2 separate regions of the Cricetulus griseus genome follow, and region 1 is linked to region 2. The links are chromatin contacts, called in public Hi-C maps. All regions are on one chromosome and are shown on one strand. Each heading gives the region's core, a stretch centred on a gene start, on an enhancer-like site or on the middle of the called end of the contact. The rest is flanking DNA. Distances are from core to core; before and after follow the strand shown. Region 1 overlaps Pam (peptidyl-glycine alpha-amidating monooxygenase). Region 2 holds the start of LOC100771208 (60S ribosome subunit biogenesis protein NIP7 homolog).

Region 1 (3,029 bases), core at 80-2,579, 340 kb before region 2:
CAGAAAATTTAAGAACATCGCCCCCCAGCTGTAGTTCATTAAAGGCCAAACTGCAGTAAATAAGGGTGTCTGAAAGAGGAACAAAGCCCTTAAATTCCTCTGTGAACTGAGGGCTGGAATCCATTCCTTTAGGGTGTGTCTTGGGCAGAGCAATCTAATTGACTCAGTAAATAAAGTTCAGCTAAGAACAATAACCAGTGGAAAGACTGCCTGAAGTCAATGTAGGTCATTTGTTTCCAGTTTCCATCTTTATCTGAGCCATAGAAGTCGAGTACTTGTTAAAATGTCTGAGAAAAATGTTTTCTGAAATTCCCTTTTTCTAATGCCATGTGTTCATGTTAAGAGACCCACACAAAAACAGATCTGCAAAATGTACTTTTCTACTCTCTGTCTACTGCTGAAGAGTTCAAATCACCCTCCAAGGTGCTATCTCTCAGAAGACTCCTGGAAGGCAATTGTTCTAATCTTAATATTAAGAATACTGAAAGTTTAACAAACTCATGAATTATGCAGGTAATCAAGTAGTATTTAATGAGCTGCTAGAAAGTCTGGAGCCAAATTTGTTGTTTTCCACGATCAGGTTTCACAGTTTTGCATCAATTATTCCATTTTGAAACGCATACTTCCTTTTTCTTGCCCCCTTGTATTTTATTATTTTGATCCATTTTATCAATTAATCCATTGAAAAACTGCTCAGATATGTTCAGGTATATATATTTTAAAAGTATAGCAAATGGATCCAAGTATCAAATTTTGTGCCATAAAAGACAGCTTTGGTGTAACTCCCTAGATGTAAGGAAGCTTGGATTGCACCCAAGCCAGTCTATGTCACACGCATCTTGAGTACTGGACTAATTCTGCTGTTGCAATAGAAAGTTATCAGATAAGAGTTTAGCACACTCACAAACATGCAAATTCTGTTCTTGCATTTATGTCATTCTCACCAGAAACAATTTGGTGAGAAGGACATAAAGGACTGGGAAGAGAGAGAATGGATTTCTTCATTCGAGAAGATAAAACCCAGAAATAAAAAACATGATGCTTTTACTTGAGGGTGAGCTCAGCGTATGAAGTGACAAACGCTTCCAGTCAGATCTAATCATGAGGAAAAAACAATAAGATTTGAAACAATAACATTTTTGAGCAAGTGACTTTCCTTAGTAGTTAGTTCGACTACTAAGACATCTGAAATGCAAGTGGACATTTTGATGAGAGGTTTCTAGAGTCAAATCATTTAAATTAGAAAGCTATCAGGTTTTTACTAAGTTACACTGGTGCATCATTAAAAAAAAATGTTTTCAAAAAGCAATCTGTGGTCAGCGGGAGAACTTCCCCTGTATTGGCCCTGGGGTCAAGAAATTCTTTAAAGGAATGCAGTAATAGTGAAACTATGCTGACGGATCCATTTGTGTTTGGCTCCCTCCCAAAGTTAGCTATTTTTACTATTTGATATACCTATATAGGAAACGTTTTATGAGTTTTCAAAGAGAACCTGGTTTTGTTCATGGATGAATACTCATGGCGTAGTTTTAATATAGCTTGCTCACATACGGTTATCTTCTACATTTTATATAAGGCATTTCTTTCGGTTGAATAGAATGAACTTATTCTACTTTTTGATTTGTGTAATTATTAAAAGATGTGTATGAAATAGTCTAAGTATGCAAAAAAAAAATCACAAAATACACTCTGACTGCTAATGCTCCGAAAACACTTTATTACACAAATTACATTCAGAGTCCGAAAAATAGTGTTCTAACAGTGTAACCATCTAAAAATAAGACATCCCGGAAACACACCAACTGAGGAGAAATTTAAAAAAAGAATTTAAATAGAGACTTTTTAAAATTCCTCTCATTGCAATATAATGTCAGTGATCTTAAAAAAATAGAAGGAGATTTAGCAGCTTTTCGTCGTGTAGCGCAACTGCCACAGGCTGACAATGCTGAATAGGAAAGGCACCAAAGAAAGACACTGGCAATGGGTGTGGGTTGGGAAAATACTGTGTTCAAGCAGAGAGTGGGGCTATTTACATCCACAAAAAAAAAAAAAAAAAAAAAAAAAAAAGGTCTCCAAATGTAAATGAGCAAGCCTTCCATCCTGGGTAGGAGTGCTGGGATGGAAGAGGAGGGCCCTTTCTCTACTCTAAGTTGATATAAAGACAATGGCACTGTAGTGAACTGTCAGGAAACCCCTCACCTAGGAACCGAAGCCAACAGAACCAAATGAAGTAAGTAAGGTGTGTACAGTCCCACCTAGACTAGTACAGTTTACAATCAAATGCACAGACCTTCACGTGCACTGAAGGGAAAGGAGCCTGGGCATTCTTGGTAACCCTCACTCAACCTGCAAGAGAGCCTGAGTTCAGGAGGAAGGTGCAGGTGTGGGCAGTGGGGCGGAGTACTCCTCTTCTGATTCGCTGCCGTCATCTTCCTCTTTCTCCTGGTCACTCCCCTCTGTGCTGAGGCGGTCAAACCCTTTTCTGCTGTAGCCTTTACGGCTGGCAAAGAAATTTCCCAGATTTAAGCCTCCACTTCCTTTTCCTGGAAAAAAAAAATCAAATGGCATTGTAAACTTAAAATCTGCACAAACAAGTCAGTCTCCTTGTAAATTTTCAAACATTTCAAACAAGGACAGAAGTTGGGAACCAGAGAGGGTAGATTTTTTTTTTTTTTTTTAAGAGTGATATTCAAAGACATTTATCTTATAGAACCAGATGGATACTACTCAACAGACTCTATCAAAGTCAATGATAAGATTCTGAGCTCCCCCGGAATATGTGTTTCTGCAGGCATGTTTCAGATCCATTTTTCGCATTCTGTTTCTCTCGGCTCTCCTGAATTGGCAACTCCTGAGCGGTTCTTCAATTCATTGACTTTATGAAAAGGCCATCTTCCCTAAGACAAGCACTGATATGCCAGTATCGGTGACAGGAAGTTTACTGAAGACAAATGCAAACAGAAGGAAGGCAGGGAAAAAGGCATGAGATAAGACAGAATGGCAAACTGGCAAAAGGAAAGGAAGCTGGG
Region 2 (3,003 bases), core at 23-2,522:
GACTTGTTTGTGCAGCCATTTCTAGGAGGGACTGCTTTCACAGCAGACTTTCCGGCATTCTTGCTCTTAATAAACTTTCCACCCTCTCTCCCGTGTTGTTCCTCAGTAAGAATTTATATGATTAAAAAACCTGTATTACCTGCAACTTTTAACATATAGTCTAATATTTTAAGCTCCTCACTCACTGGGCAGATATTGGTGGTTAACAGCTTTTTTTTTTTTTAACCTTTTAACCTATTTTTTTTTCCCTGCAATTCTGCAATGTTTCAAGTTCTACTTTTGTGTTTGCTGGGGAGGAAGGAGCAACTGTCAACCTTCTCTACGTCTTAGACTAGTGAACTTTGCAAAATGTCATGGAACTACCTTCCAGGGGAGCTTAAGAAATTGAATAAAAGAGGGAGGAAAACCCACCATTTTTTTTTTTTTTTGAGAATAGAAACACTATTTACTCACACAAACACTTGATAGGTTTTGGTTTGTTTGTTTTAGATTTTTGAGACAGGGGTCACACTATGTAGCCCAGGCTAGCCTTGAAATTGCCCAAGTAGCCCCCTATACTTGTGATCCACCTGCTTTTGCCTCTAGATGGCCTGAAACTCTATTTTTGAGCCATTTCTGTTGAGTAAGAATCCAAGTTGCATATATCAGTGTTATCCAAATTTGACACGATGATGTCTGCACACATAGGAAACAGCTTAAGTCCTCTCATACAGCAAAGAGTTCTTGGGATGCCCATACTAAGTTAATGTCTCTTCATGCCGTACATATTCACCAATGTTTGCTTGATGGAACACCACAATTGCCATGGGGTCCACTTTTCTGCAGTCTTGAGTAGACTTTGCTGCCACCCCAAAACCCAAAGGAACGTCTGCCATGGAGTAAACCACTACTCCCTGGTACTGAGAAGTATTTTCAGTGATTCGACCCAGACCATATTTCAACACATGGTTTCCATATAAGAAGGACTGCTCTGCTCCAGGCTTTATACTTAGCCTAGGGTGCAAGGTAATCGAGAGCGGTAACGTGCAACCGGAACTTGTGGGTCTTGGTAAACTTTCCAGAACACGTCCCCAGTGACACTAGCTTATCCCCGGAGATGTTGGCGGCCAGCTTCAGGATCATCTCACTCACAGAGTACACTCGGTCGTTGTGCAGCCGGAAACAGTAGGTGCCGTCGGGCCTGTCCACCAGGAGCTGTAGATTCTCCCCGATGTATTTCGCAATCTTCTCAAACAGCAATCGGGTCTCCTCTTCAGTCAAGGGCCTCATCTTCCCGCTCAACCCACCAAATTTTAACTGTGAGAAATAAGAGCAAGATAATCTGAATTACTCAGGGTAATTCCGATGAATTCCTTGGACGATTACAGACTGATGCCACTTGTTGACTTCTGGAATGCAAATGTTTTAAGTTCCACCTCCATCTTCCTATTGGTGTGCTGGAAGTTTTGTCTGATGTGTTGTGTTCGTGCACGCGCACATGCACCTGTGCGTGCAGGGGTTGATGTTGAGCGTCTTTCTCCGTCACTCTCCACCTTAGGCTTTGAGACAGGAGCTCTCTTCGAACCCAGAGCCCACTTATTCTGCAAAACGACTCACCAGTAGGCTTGGGGTTCTCCTGTCTTGCCTTCCCAGGCCTGGGATTACAGGTACCTATCCCTGCAGGGATTGTATCCTCAGCAAGGACTTTTCTGAGATATCTTCCTGGCCTTTGACCTGTGCATTGTTACTATCTCCTATTAGTAGTTAGATTTCCCTTTTGGCCTGTGTGATGCAGCAGTACTTATTGTTGGTCTGATAGGCACCTTCAGGCTATCCCACCATCTTCAAGTGGTAGACATTGAGGGATCCAGTGTGCCTTGCTGCCCCCTACTGGTGACAAAAGACTCTTACAATTGAGGTTTCAACACAACCTGAGAAGTACCTCTTAAGAGAACTTCCATAAACTCCCCTTTAAAGGGAAATAAATTGTATGTAGTGATTCTTTTGCCTTAGTATTTAGTTTGGGTTTTGAATTGTTTATGCTTTTTTCCTTCATAAACTTGTAAGCAATAGCATCATTTTCTCATGGTCTTTCTCTAAAATGGACACACCCGGCAGGGAGCACAAGACACATTTGTCTACCCCATCCTTTTTAGAAGAATTGAGGAAAATATTTTCTTCCTCTTTACACTGAAAATAATTGATTCTCTATGGTTTTGAGCACAAAATTTTGTCTCTAAATTGAAAACATACGTGTGTGTGTGTGTTAAACAGATAATTCATTTTTTCACTGTTTTGGGGAGCCAAGCACAGCAGATCAAGGCTCAGTTGGGTGGTGTTTGACAAGGACTTTCTGCTTTGCAGATTGCCACCTTTTCACTGTGTCTCTCACACTGTGGAGAGAAAGCTGTCTGTCCCTTCCAGTTATAAGGACATCAACCCTGTTGGTCTTGAGTCCCAACCTTATTACCTCATTTACATCTGATCATCTCCTATGGTCTCTATATTAAACACAGCCATGCTTTAGGTCAGAGCATCAACATATATGAACTTCGTTGGGTTAGAACATCTCATCTGTAACAGAAATAATATGCAAATTTCAATAGTCAGTTTTCCAAGTACCCTCTTGAACTATGCTTTTTAAAAACTTAGATACATTGAGTTAATAGAATGATAAGTATGGTGGTAACTCAGCTGAGAAAGTGGATCCAAAGCCTAGATGGATAGATGATAGATACATAGATGATAGATAGATAGATAGATAGATAGGATAGATGAATGGATAGACAGGTCAGATAGACAAATAGATGGATAGACAGATAGATGATAGACAGACACACAGAAGTCAATATGCTACCTTTCATTACAAAACAAGTTATAGGATATAGCCAGAGAAAGTTTCTATTTATATTAATTATTAATTAAATTATTTATTAATTAATGATTAAATTAATTTATGTTTAGTCTCCACTGGAGGATGATTGAGACTTTATATAAAGAATGTTTTACCCTTGGGAAGGCCCA

Evidence for each region. A called contact is a pair of places that touch in the nucleus more often than the background predicts.
Region 1: a Hi-C map of the CHO-K1 cell line shows a contact between it and region 2, with 5 times the contacts expected there. The contact joins the enhancer-like site here to the promoter of LOC100771208 in region 2. A contact is called at or near these places in 3 of 8 Hi-C or Micro-C datasets (the CHK-Q cell line and the CHO-K1 cell line).

The regions. Positions count from the first base shown.
Region 1 is chr2:448,343,776-448,346,804 of CriGri-PICRH-1.0, reverse strand. Pam (peptidyl-glycine alpha-amidating monooxygenase) reads right to left here. Exons shown (of 19, transcript XM_027397706.2): 19 at 1,695-2,543. The coding sequence ends at 2,365. Among named protein-coding and RNA genes, the nearest start is that of Gin1, 46 kb to the left of the region's middle. Within about 2 kb of position 1,329, at least 1 of the 6 cell types and tissues checked has open chromatin away from gene starts, as enhancers often do. A contact at or near this core is called in the CHO-K1 cell line, where this site is marked.
Region 2 is chr2:448,004,191-448,007,193 of CriGri-PICRH-1.0, reverse strand. LOC100771208 (60S ribosome subunit biogenesis protein NIP7 homolog) reads right to left here and starts at 1,272. Exons shown (of 2, transcript XM_035439295.1): 1 at 986-1,272; 2 at 703-984. The coding sequence starts at 1,269. The coding sequence ends at 738.